Regions from separate parts of the Gossypium arboreum genome. Here region 1 is linked to region 2. The links are chromatin contacts, called in public Hi-C maps. All regions are on one chromosome and are shown on one strand. The core of a region is the stretch at or near the end of the contact, and the rest is flanking DNA. Distances in the headings are between cores, read along the strand shown. Region 1 holds the start of LOC108480093 (60S ribosomal protein L12-3-like). Region 2 holds the start of LOC108481588 (double-stranded RNA-binding protein 2-like).

Region 1 (6,836 bases), core at 1,670-4,169, 160 kb after region 2:
TAAATATTGAGGACTAAATGTGATATTATACCAGTTAAAAAAAGGCTTTATGTTATCAATTTAAGGATGAGTGACCAAAATAGAAACGAGCTCAAACATTAATGCCTAAATTAAAAAAGTTTAAAGTTGAATAACCAAAACAAAAATACGAACTTAGTTGAATGACCATTTATATAATTTAGAAAATAAATTATATATACAAATTAAACTAAGTCAAGATCATAGTTCGACTCTTAACTTAAAATTATTTATTCTTTCTGTAACGAGACCTAACATGAATCATAAACACACGTATCTATATACTTTGGATATACAATGTTCAAAATTGGAACAAATCCTATTCATTCACAATCTCCGTCAAAGCTGGATTCTAGTGAAGACCAAGCTATTACTTCAACATTGCGAATTTTGGCACCATGAAAATTACGTTTTGGGTGCTTCAAAATGATCCAAGGATATGCTTATCCCCAAATTCCAAAATTCCATTGTTTAATTCTAATTCTAATTTATTTTAATATAAAAAATTGATAATATTAATTTAAAAATAACTTTTATTCGAAATCATTCAAATGAATAATTTTAAATAACTTAAATTAAAATGATTTAACATGATATTGTTGGTAATATAAGGTGAGTAATCCCATATTGGTTGAGAAAATGTTATTAAGAGGATTTAAATATAGTCTTGCCTCTCACTCTCATTGAGTAGAACACCTATGTTTATTTATACAAATATTAAAATATTGTGTTAACCTTAGAAAGTCAACATGATCATGATGCCTTTATTTCTAAGGCAGCGATTCTTTCACGACATAGTAATTATTTTATTTATTTATGCCCAGTTTATTTTTCCTAATAAATACTAATGAATTCAAGGAAAATTTGAATTTAAAACTCTATTTATCTAGTAAAATTTTGTATATTATGGAGAGGTAGTTGCTATATAGCTATCTATAATATATATATTTATAATAATTCTATTTGTCCGTTAAAATTTTATATGTTATGGAAATGCGGTTGTTATACATCAATTTATACTATATATATATAAGCATGAATTTGGAGAAATTTTTAAACCGACAAGTATACTATTTATTTTTCATCATATTACTAAATTAACTTTTATAATGTAATTTAGAATTATTAGATAAAATAATTTGCACTAGTTTTAAAATAGAGTTATTCATTCAATAGAATTATAAACATAAAATATATAAAATTTTGTGATAGTTAGAATTATAAATATAATTTACAATTAAAAATTTTACTATTTTTTTAATAGTGCTAATTTTATTGATGTCAAATAGAGTTATTGTTTGAATAGAACTCTAAGCATTTTAATTATTGCTTAATTAATATTATAGTTATATACCAATTAAAATTTAAGCTTGACATTATAAATAACATTCAATAGTTAGACAAATTTGACCAAGTAGCATCTAAAAGAAATTATCGGTAAAAAAATGGATGTTACATCTTATTGCCAATTTTCTTCATCCAAGAAAACCTATTGGTGGCTGGTGGAGTTTTAGCAAATGACAGGCACCGTTATTTGTCCATCACAACTTGTAAAAACAACAAAGATACCCAAAAAATAGACCTGCAAATTGAAAATATAGAAGATGCGTGTAGTGAATGAAAAGAATAAAAAAAGAAATAGTTGATGGGAGAGGAAAAATGCAAGCGATAACCAGCCTAGAGGCGGACACTGTCGTTGAGCAAAACTTTTAATCATTATTTTAAATGTGTTTATAAATTAGTTTAAATAAAATTTCTATTTATCATGAATTATTATTATAATTATTGCATGTTGTTTTACCTTCTTTTTTTTTTAAATTAACATTATAGTTTACTTTCTCATATAGTTTTGAATTTTTATATTATTTAAAATTAAGAAAATTTATCATATTAATGATAAATAACAATAATTAAAAATAAATAATTTGAAAATTAAATTTATAAAATCACATACGTTGCATTAGAAGCTAGTAAGAAACAAATCTCTAAGACACTTACAACGATATTTAACATTCAGATCATAATTGAGGTTTTTTTCTTTTGTAAATTTTCAAATTGAAAAACTGTAATTATGTTAAAAATATTTATTGTTGAGATTTAGATGGTATTTTAATAAAATTTACAAATGAAATTTCATTTACTAAGAATTGTTTTCATTTAATAATATATTATTAATATATTTTTATATAAATTTTAAACATTTTAATGAAAAGTATATTAATTAAAAATTACTATTATTATTTATTTCACTTAGGAATAGAACTAATTTTACAAATGATGTGCTTGGACACCACAGAGTAATTAGATGAATGTGTAATTATTTAGGTAATAAATACACCCTATTGTAATTATAAGGAATTTGGGGTGTTTCAATTGCACTCAATTCAATGAGATTCATCAATTACAATGATTATTTAAACTTGTTACAAATCTAATTACTAAATGACTTTCTAAACGCATCATTAAATTTTAGATAAGGGGGTGTTATAAAGAACAAATTTAGTAAATAGTGCACTTCGTATTTTTATGGTTGTTATTATGTGTGAAAATTTGTTATAAAGGGCAAAAAAAAAATATTTTGTAAAAATTTAATTGTTATAATTAAATGAGCATGACAGTTATAACGAGGACTGACTCTGCATTTTTACCAATAATATATTTGTGGTTTGTTCTTAAGTAGAGTGATTTTTCTTTATCATAATAATATAAATCTAGATTAAACTAGATCAATCGAGTTAGTTGATTAAAAAGGAATATGTTGGTCTAACAATTCAATAAATAAAACTTTCCTAAAATAAATTGGTAGAGTAGTGTAACCAAAGAAACCTCGTTAACGTGGGTGTTTACAAAAAGTAAGCTTAGTGATAAAACTTATACAAATATTTTTTGACGAAGCACTAGAGAATATGTATAAGAAAAATATGAAAAAAAAAAGGATATATGAATTGTAGTTTATAGAAGCCCAAAAATCTACCAATTTTAATTTTTCAAAAGAAACCCAAATATCAAAACTTGCTCAGCCCAATGCAGTCTCTGAAAATAGTAAATGACGGAAACATCCCTCGTACGCGCCTATTGTTCCCCATCCTTGTAAAAGGTTAGATCGGGTATTAAACAAGAAAAACCCTAGCTATATTATATCATCTCTTTACACTCTTTCAGTTTTACGAAAACCCTAGCCACCTTCTTTCCTACGCCAAAATGCCGCCAAAATTTGATCCAAGCCAAGTCGTCGACGTCTTCGTCCGCGTCACCGGCGGTGAAGTCGGAGCAGCTAGTTCACTCGCTCCGAAGATCGGTCCTCTCGGTCTCTCTCCCAAGAAGATCGGAGAAGATATCGCTAAAGAGACCGCCAAGGAATGGAAGGGTCTCCGCGTAACCGTCAAGCTCACTGTCCAGAACCGCCAGGCGAAGGTCATGGTGGTACCGTCGGCGGCAGCGCTGGTAATCAAGGCATTGAAGGAACCGGAGAGGGATAGGAAGAAGACCAAGAACATCAAGCATAACGGGAACATCGGACTCGATGACGTCATAGAGATCGCTAAAGTAATGAGGCCGAGGTCCATGGCTAAGGATTTGAGAGGGACGGTGAAGGAGATTCTGGGCACCTGTGTTTCCGTTGGGTGTACCGTCGATGGTAAAGACCCTAAAGATTTGCAGCAGGAGATTGATGATGGTGATGTTGATGTTCCTCTCGAGTGAGTAAACTTCCTTTATTACTTTTAAGATCATATCTTTTTTAATTTTGTTTATCTGTATGGTTTTGGAGAATTTACGGATATTTTCTATCAGAGATTGTTTTTGAGGTTAATTTTAGATGATGTTAACATTTGTGGGTCATCTTTATGGCTATATATGTGATGTTTAGTTATATCCTCTGTTTGTCCTTTATATTGTATTTTTTTCGTAATGCAAGTCTTGGTATTTTGCTTAAGCTTGGTAATTTGGAAATGAATTGAAAATGTGAGTCTTTTGACCATGCTTCAGCTTAGTAAGTGAGAAATTAATGGAAAATGTTGCATTTTAGTATAGTTTTTAAGTTATTCAATGTGATTTAGGAACTTGATTGCATTGATCTACTGGTTCTCTATGAGTAATGTTATTGAGATTGTATTTTTAAGATTGATATATCTTTGAATGTTGTTGCTAAAGAATCTGAATGCACATACTATTAGAATAATTTGTTATCACAACAGGATTATGTGCATTGTTAGTTGTAGCTGTTCAGGCTTAGATTATTTTCAAAAGTTTGAGAAGTTGTCAGCTAGACCTGTGAATTTTGCTCCGAAACCCTAAACCGGCTTGAACCCAAAATGATTGAACTTGTATTGACCCGGTCTAAAAAAACCTCAGCCTCCCAAACCTTAAATGAAGACCTGGAGCAGAAATAATCCGAAAATTTTAAAACCGATCCATTCAATTTACAGGTTTATTGGTCTAACGATTTTTACATGCTTAACATCATTTGTCTGTTTAGCTGGTTTAGCTTCATTGCTAAATGTTTGACTTATCAGTGATTTATTTGATTCATTATTGCATCCTGAATAAATGTATTATTGTGTTGTGGGCTATCAGAAAGCTTAGCATCTGTGTAAATTTCGGTCTTCCCTCTAGTATTCTCAAATTCTCAATTTTGTCCTTGTACTTAAATTTGGTCTCTCTAGTTTGATTATGGTATTAGTTATACCAAATAGCTAACACTTTATGCTGATATGGATTTTTTTGTTGTTGTTGGAAAGGGTGTTTTTAGCTATATTACCTATTTGGATTAATTAATGACAGTATAAAGGTAGGAAAAAAATAAATTATGTCAAAGTACATTAAAACTCAAATGAGTATAATTGAGGGACCAAAATCATAATTAAACCTATGGATGGAGGGACCAAAATTCTTAATTGAGTATAATTGTGTTGTGAGGCATGTTAGTAAGGTTATGGGTTTAGGGGTTAGGAATGAAGAATACTCATGATCAATCGTCATGTAGGCCTGGAACAACTTGTTTAACCATTTCAAACCATACGCTTCAGCGTTAATAGTAAACCTTGGCTGACATTAGAAGGGACCTCAACCTTATTCCAAAGCTGCTCACCATATAAGCAGTCAGGCAATGGCATAAGTTATCCTGATTCAATGCCTTGCAAACCAGTTCTAGTTCCACTTTGCATGCATTACTTCATATATTGATTTTTGCTACTAGCTCAATGTTTAGTTTTAATTTCATTCTTTCTTTTATGATAATTTAAAATTGTCTTTTAATTTTAAATTTTGATTTTTTTGACTTTCTGAGAATAAAAATTAGTTCAATTGAGTACTATTGTTAATCTTTTTATATTAAATCATTGACTAAAATTAACAAATTCAACAATTTTGATGCACACCAAAGGTTGAGGTTTAGGTTTGAGTCTCGTTATATACAAATCATTTGTGGGCTTTTTATATATATATATTCAAGTTAATGCTTCCAAGTTTTAATAATTAACTTATAATAATTGACCTTGATTAGAATATTGATGTACTTGTAACTTTAAAAGAAAAAGAAACAATTTATATGAACAAACTTAGGAATTCTACCAATTAAAATAAAAGAGTTAATTTTTCATTGTTAGAAAATTCTAAAAGAGCTTTCGATGAAAATATTAACTGGAAGTTAAAATATTTTTTGAACATTAATTTTGTTATAGATTCTTATTATATTTATTTTTTATATAATGTTTAAATCTACTCAGAGATTTTTAATTTTTAAATAGGAGGATAATGATCATTTTACATTGGTAATATTGTTAATGTTAATATAGTTACGATTCAATAAGTTAAAAATTAAAATATTATATTATTGAAATGTTATATATATTGTGTTATTGAAGCGTATTTGGTGTGGTAGCATAAAAAATAGAGAGTATAGTTTTTTAGTTCTTTTTGTATAGATGAATGAGAGGAGTTGTTTAATAAACTAATCTGAGAAAATTTTGTTTAAACATTATAGATTGCAATGTGATTAATTTAGCAAGTCTCCAACCTTTGTGGAGTGGGATAAGTGATCCTTCATTGGTAGGGTAAAGTATTAAGGATTAGATGATGATATCACTCTTACTAAAAGTCTTATTAGAAAAACATTTGCCTGAAATTTCCTCCTCACCGTCCACCCAATGGGGCACTATAAATCAAGAGAAGTTGATTTCATACTCATCGGACACGTGGTGTCTTTCTAGCCGTAACTTTCATTCAAGAAAGACTGATAGCTGTTCCAAATGGAATGGAATTATTGAGTTTGAATTATGAATTAGTAGAATTATATATTTATTAAGTCTTTTAAAAAAATTGAATTTGAGTTTTATGAATGAAAAATTTCATTCAAAGAATAACGATAGAAGTAGAAAAAAAATAGAGGAAAATTGGACTATAAATTTTGAGAGGTCAAAATATAATTTAATCATTATATTAATTTATAATTTTAGTCTTTCGAAAATAATTTCATTTTGAGGTTAAAACTTTCTTAAATTAATCTCTTATTATTTAAAAATTAAATTTCAAATTTAGTTAAGATTTAATATGATTATCAAACACTAAAGAGTATCAAAGTCGTGTAATTTTTATAAATGTAGAAATTATATAGAAATGGAACTCAAACATGAAATTAATGTCATTAGTACATAAATTTTTTTATCACGCGACTAATGATTGAATTAATAAACAGACGAAGTTATCATATAATTATTTATATGCTACGATGATGGAGTTATGAGGGTAACGTTTCGAGATTTTTATATGTAAAATTGAGTTGGAATGGTGGGTCCATTTTTACATTAATGTCAACATTT
Region 2 (6,972 bases), core at 1,682-4,181:
TATAAATAGACTCTTTCACAATTTTAGATAGTAAAATTATCTTTACCATGATTTTTTATTTGAAGAGATTTTTTCATGTTAAATTTATATGTTCAATTTCTTAATTTTTTTCTATTTTTTTACCTTATTCGCTGCTTAATTGAATCGATTCTCAATAGCTGTTTGATTATTGGAAGCGTGATAAAACCAAATCTTTTAAAGAATCCAAATGATAAACTTACTAGGTGGAGCCATCCTACAGGTCTATCAAAGGAAGCATAAGCCAATTAAAGCAAACAATTATTGGTCCATCAAGTTCAAACCAACAACGTAGCTAGCCTCCATATGTGCACCCACTAAAACAAAAGGCATCTCTATTTTCCCTTTCCGTCACCAAAAATACTACCTCAGATTTGGCCCAACAACCCGAGATTAATGCAATTTTAAATACCCTCAGTCAGTCCATGCCACCAAAAGTATAAGGGTCCCCTCAATCCCAATTTTTGTGTTCTTCCATTCACATGACAAACACATATCGAGTCAAGACAGGCTAAAGAAAGATAGTCAAGCAAGCATGAATTTCATTTGTCTTTCATATATAAATATCATCGTGCTGATTTGTTTGCATCATATTTGATTGTTCAATCTAAGAATGAATTCTCTAATATCTTGATTAGCATTTACCATCGATATTGCTGCTGCAGAATGCATGTGATTAGTTAAAGAATAGAGACATCTGTTTTCACACGATTTTTACATGGAATCAATGAAGCTATAAGCTGGAAATTTTTTTAAGCCTGCTTCTACCATGGCTTTCCTCAAGTCAGCTGCACGATCCCATCTCTCCTTGTCGGCATTCATGGTAGACAATGCTACATATAGTCCACAATGTCGTGGCTGCAACTCAAGCAACCTTTTCCCCACTTCATTTCCAAGTTCAATGGCACCATGAACCTTACAAGCACCTAAAAGAGCCCCCAAAACCGAAGCATCAGGTTGAAATGGCATAGTGTCTACAAACTCGGTCGCTTGAGTCAAAAGGCCTGCTCTGCCTAAAAGATCTACCATACACCCATAGTGTTCCATTATTGGCACAATGCCATATTGGCACCACATTGATTGAAAGAATTGTGAACCCAACTCCACTCTGTTGGTGCGAGCACATGCTGTAAGAACAGCAACAAATGTGACCTCATTCGGACACATTCCGTCCACTTTCATCTTCTCAAACAAGTCCAAAGCCTCCTTTTCTCTACCATTACATGCAAGAGAAGAGATCATTGCATTCCAAGTACAAACCTCTCTATCCAACAGATGATTAAAAACTCTAAAGGCAAACTCTAAATAACCTCTTTTTCCATAAAAATCAATCAATGCTGTGCCCATGAAAACAGTCATAACGCCCTCGTTTCTGAAAATATACCCATGTATCTGCCTCCCTTGATAGAACCCACCTTGCTTTTCTAAATTAGCACAACAAGAGAGTGCATTAACATAAGTAGCCTCGCTCGGTTTAACCGAAAATTCTATCATTTTCTCAAAAACCCAAAAAGCCTTTGCAAACTGTTTGCCCCTTACAAAACCATTCATAACACTTGTCCAAGACACCACATCCTTTTCAATCATGCGGTCAAAAAGGAAAAGAGCAGAACCCATATCACCATTTCTCCCAAAAGCATCAAGCATCGCATTACACGCAACGATGCACGGGTTAAGAATTTCTTCGAACACTTTACACACATTACTTAGGCTACCGAGTTTAGCATACAAACCAAGTAACGATGTTTGCACGAAGGAATCAGTCAAGATTCCACGCTTTAGTGCTTGGGCATGGAGGGGTGAACAAGAAAGCGAGGCTAAGGAGTGGGAGGTAGAGGCAGCTTTGAAAAGGGAAGTGAAAGTATGGCCATTGGGGGGTGCCTGATAATGAAGCATGAGGGTGAAGAGTGTAAGGGAACGATGTGGGATTATGTTGAGATAAGCTCTCATTAAGGTGTTGTAAAGGAGGGTTGGTTTCCATTTGGAAGCAGTATTGAAGAGGAGAGCGGAGGTGATTAGCAGGGAATGGATTTGCTTGATTTGGTTTGGACGTTTGATGAAACGTTGAAGGTGTTGCAGTAGATACTCAGAGTTCATGCGGCTTATTCGGGTTTCAGTGATGGCCCTTTCAGCTTTCTATATCATGGGCCTCATTACAGGGAGGCCTAGATCCAATTTTCTATTATGAAGGCAAAAGAAATTTAGGGCGTTCATTGTAATTTTATGGACGAACACCACGGCTTTCAGGAGTAGGTGTTTGCAATGATGTCAGTACGGGCTTCTCATTTGCTGTTGCTGACATAGATCTGTTTCGAGGAACCACCTTCGGGCAGATTAAAGTAAGGATTTTCGAGGTGGTAGCAGGAGGCTGTGGACCTGTTGGTCTAGGATTCTGACTAGGAAACTTATTTGTTAATACTACTGGCGCATTGGAGGAGTTTGCCATAGCCGTCTTTTCCTTTATTTGGTAATTCAACAGAGCCCGAGCTATCGTGATCTGTTCAAGCTCATCATTGTTCTCTGGCTCCTAAGAAGAATTTGCAGTTTCTTTCGTCACTGGAAATAAAACACAGTATTCAATTTCGAACAAACATTTATCCCTAGGAAAAATGAAACACAGACTCACATAGTTTTAGAGATGTCCAAGCTGCCATGGCTGCATTCTTTTCTGCTTGTTTCTTGTTCTTAGCTGGTTCCCCGGTGAATCTGATTCCAATTTCCGGCCAATTCAACCGTTCCCGTAAAAATAGGCGGGTGCCTGAGACCTGATCTAAATGTTGTATACTGAGGCAATGGAGCCCCAACTCTTTCTGCAATTTCCTGTAAGAGTTCTTATAAACTCCTGTCTCATCCTAACATAACAAGGCCGGATCAGTATCAATCTCAATAAAACTCGAGATATCCAGACAGGCATATTCGAGAAAATTGAGATATAAACACAACAAAAATCATCAAGAATTTGCCAATTCACTGAAGGTGCGTAGCTTCATATGAAACAATTAACTAAAATGCCTCTCATCCTTGTAGTTCTACACGATCCCCCAACCTAAGTCCAAGCACCCCATTTTGCTCGTATTTACATGCTTTTCACTATGCCGAAAAAGGCAATTCATATTAATAATGCACCAACACTCGTGTCTCAACAAAAACAATTCATACAAAATTAAAAATGATAACTTTGATCATTTGCTAAAGGAAAACTACCCGTTTCTCTAGGAAGCATTGCCAACACGAAACCGAACCCACTCTTCCCATAAAACCTGTCCCGAAAAAACACGTTCTTTTAACCTACAATAACATTTGCATATCACATTTCTTTTTCATTTTTTTTTTCTGTTGCGCAGACAAATGTTCATACACCTACTTGAACTAATTAAAGTCTGCAAGAGATTGAGACACCAAATTAAATTTTGCCTTCTCTACCGTTTTATCCTCGGGCAGTCAATTGAGATGGCCTGAAATGAAACATTTTTATGACCAAAATACCCATGATTAAGCCATTAATTACACCTACAGAACCCATATAATCAAAATACAGCAGTTTCCCAGAATATCAGAGAGAAAAAAAATTGAAGAAAAATCATAAGATTGAATCCCATTTTTATTTCCCTCAAAAATTAATTAAGTTTTCGCTTCCATCATCTGAAAAAAAGCCAAGAAAACCCCACTGCCTTCTGCTAAATCATTAACTATTGAAGGGCATTCTAGTAATTCCCTACGACTAGCTGAGCTGAACCTCCGGCGATCACGACGGCGGAGCAGGCTAACACCGATCACACCCCACGGCTCAATTTAGCATAGAAAGACCAAAAAAAAACAAAAAAAAGGCGCACCATTAGCGGAAGATTTGAGAAAGAACTTACTAGGATTCCAGCGGCGAGGGAGTGAGAAGGTCCACGGAGAGTCGAACAATAGTTAAAATTTTTCATCACTGCACCAAATAATTATTCTACTATATTAATATACTATTTATTAATTATTTGTTAAATAATGATATTTTTATTATTATCACATCGTAATTAGTAAAATATTAATAAATTGTTATATCTATTTTTTTAAAATTAGTTATTTAATAATATGGTAAATTAATTCAGAATTTTCTCGTGCTTTTATATATTATAAATATTTTTTATTTTAAAATATTATACTTTTATATTAATTATTATTAATTTATATTTTTAAGTTATAAAATCGATTAAATCAAAACCGAAGGTTCAAACGATTTCGTACTTTTTCGTTTTCCTTTAAAAACTTTAGAGATTTTTAAATAAAGTATTTTAAAAATATATATTAATCTTATTTAATTATCTTTATTTACTTATTTCGCAATAATATAAAGATTTAATTGGTGAGTTTATTTTGAAAGAGTTAAATTTACTTACAACTTTATAATATATAGATTTTTCTTTTGTTATAAGCAAAATAAAAGTATATATCTTTACTGTAATGTAATATAAATTTTAATATGATATTTACTTTTATTTATAACTCAAAAAATTGTGTTTTAACATACTTAAATCTACACATGTTAGTTGTTGAAATAATTGTTATAACTATTTAGGGTTTAATAACAAATTTAGTTTTAAATGTTTATATCTTTTGTCAATTTGATCTTTATTCTCTTTTTTAGTTAAATTTGATTATTAATCTTTCAAAATAATAATTCTACTTTTTAGAAAGGTTGATGGTTAAATTCGATTTTTTTAAAAGGTTAAGGGTCAAACTTAGTTAAAAAAAGGGTCAAATTAATAAAAATATAAAAATTAAAGACTAAATTTTTATTATGCCAATTAGTTATTAATGGGTTAATTATTACAACACTATGTAAAACTTCTATAAATAAAATTACGTTGCTACCGATTTTTTTAAAAAAATTGGTTTAAAATTGAAGTATTATTGTTAAAAATATTTTAAGAAGTTAAAATTTTGATCTTAGATATAATGTTGAAAAGTAAATATATATTTAAATGATATTTAAATTCATTAATAGTATGATATTTCAATAAAAATATGAGAAAATTATTTATTTTAATTTATTACTAATTTTTGATAGCTGAAATATAAATTTTAAGTAGTTAATTTTAATTCTTTGTAAATTTTAATTTCAATATATAAATTATATTTTAACTATTAAAATATAATTATCATGAATTCAAAAATATAACATTATATATTTGAAATAAAATTTAAAAGATAAGTAATTGTATAATCAACATAAATATCACAAAACATACATTATATGAAAAAAAATGTTTAAAATGTTATTTTGGTTCTCAAAGTTGTGATCAAGCTTTTGTGGATACAGGCTATACGTGGACGAGGAGTAATGCAGAGGCGAATTTGAAATTGGATCATCCTAAATCCATGCGCTTTTTATTGAATTGGTATTGTCTGGAAGGATTGTATAAAGCATAATACAAATGGGCTAGTGTCCAATGATGAATTTCATGTGTCCATTTGGAGGTGTACTTCGAGACTCAAAAGCTAAATAGTTGTGTGGTTTCTCAATGCCATTGGGTAAGAAAGTAGGGGCTAGAGAGATTGTAGTTATATAAGTTATATAACAAAATTTCATCAATGGGAATGGAGAAAGAAATAATGATCTCCAAATCCGAGATGAACAACAAATTCCATGAAATGAGAGTGGCTTACGACAACTCTTTTGGCAAACCACGATCAGTGGTTGGCAGCGACTTACAAGGAAAACCATGAGGCCTTGTTCAACCCAATCACGGCTTGTGGAGATACATATGTTTCACGTTGCAGCTTACAGAGGAAGTGGAGCAATGCTTCAAACCCTGGTTAAGTTGGTGCCGCAAACAAAGAAGTGCAAGGTGTTGAAGGTGAAGAACGTTTATGGGAACACCATCCTCCATGAACTGGTCACCACTGCCAAAGCCGAAGCAGCTGATTTGTTAATGAAGGAGGTATTGTTCTCTGACGGCTTGCATATCATGAAGATTATATACGGGAGAGGGAAGAGATACTGGCGGATCGGGACAAGTTGGGGGAAACCCCATTGTTCAGAGCTGTCGAATATGGCAACTTGTCGATGGTGAAGTACTTGGCTACACAGATTGAAGGAATGGGAGGAAATCTTCACAAGCATTACACTAGAGATCATGATGGACTCTCCATTCTTCATATTGCAGTGATTGGCCAGCACTTTGGTAATCCATTATGCTCAAATTATTCTATTTACTTATTTCACATAATTTTGTTTTCTTTATTTTTATAACATCAGTAATTAATTCAAATAGACTCCGGTTGGCAGGGGAGTAACCAGGGGCTGGCATGGGCCCCGGTTCCCCTAAAATAGAAATTTTCATTTTAAGCTCTTGAAATTTTTTAAAAATTTTAAATTAGTAAAGGTAAAATTGTACTTTGCCTCCCCTAAAATTATAAAAATTCAATTTAATCCTTTACAAATTATAAAAATATAAATTATAAAAAATTAAAATTTCATCCGCCTCCCCTAAAAAAATTTTCTAGCTTCGCCTCTGCCGGTTGGATATTTTTTAAAAATCATTTCAACATGATGAGAAGTGATTGTAAGAAACTGTAATTCTACATCATTCTTATTCATTACTAGTTGGAGAATGATTACATAAAATTTTATGTTTGAACATTGTTTTCTTCAAAAAATCCATATGAATATATATATTAATAAAAATACGCAATTAATTGCTAAATTTGTTGAAGGATAAAGCTACTTGTTCTTTGAAAATGTTGACTAAAAGGTTAAGTTAAAAATGAATTTGAAAATAAAAACATTTAAAATATAGAAAGAGATTTAAACTCGGTTTGACCCAACCTATTTTAAAGTTTATAATATATTATTTTCTTCTTTTTGTTATATATGATGTGATTTATATCATATAAAACATAAAATATATTATATTATAATTTAATATTAAACATATGTTAAAGCTGTTTATATTTAAAAATGCAGTG

The links. A called contact is a pair of places that touch in the nucleus more often than the background predicts.
Region 1: a Hi-C map of leaf shows a contact between it and region 2, with 3 times the contacts expected there. The contact joins the promoter of LOC108480093 here to the promoter of LOC108481588 in region 2. A contact is called at or near these places in 2 of 5 Hi-C or Micro-C datasets (both in leaf).

What each region holds. Positions count from the first base shown.
Region 1 is chr1:6,236,058-6,242,893 of ASM2569848v2, forward strand. LOC108480093 (60S ribosomal protein L12-3-like) reads left to right here and starts at 2,920. Exons shown (of 1, transcript XM_017782945.2): 1 at 2,920-3,952. The coding sequence starts at 3,220. The coding sequence ends at 3,720.
Region 2 is chr1:6,075,569-6,082,540 of ASM2569848v2, forward strand. It overlaps LOC108481588 (double-stranded RNA-binding protein 2-like), which reads right to left and starts at 2,932. Exons shown (of 3, transcript XM_053018107.1): 1 at 2,927-2,932; 2 at 2,637-2,870; 3 at 2,240-2,545. The coding sequence starts at 2,932. The coding sequence ends at 2,240. LOC108483159 (putative pentatricopeptide repeat-containing protein At1g10330) reads right to left here and starts at 3,992. Exons shown (of 3, transcript XM_017786388.2): 1 at 3,882-3,992; 2 at 2,645-2,870; 3 at 612-2,574. The coding sequence starts at 2,115. The coding sequence ends at 733.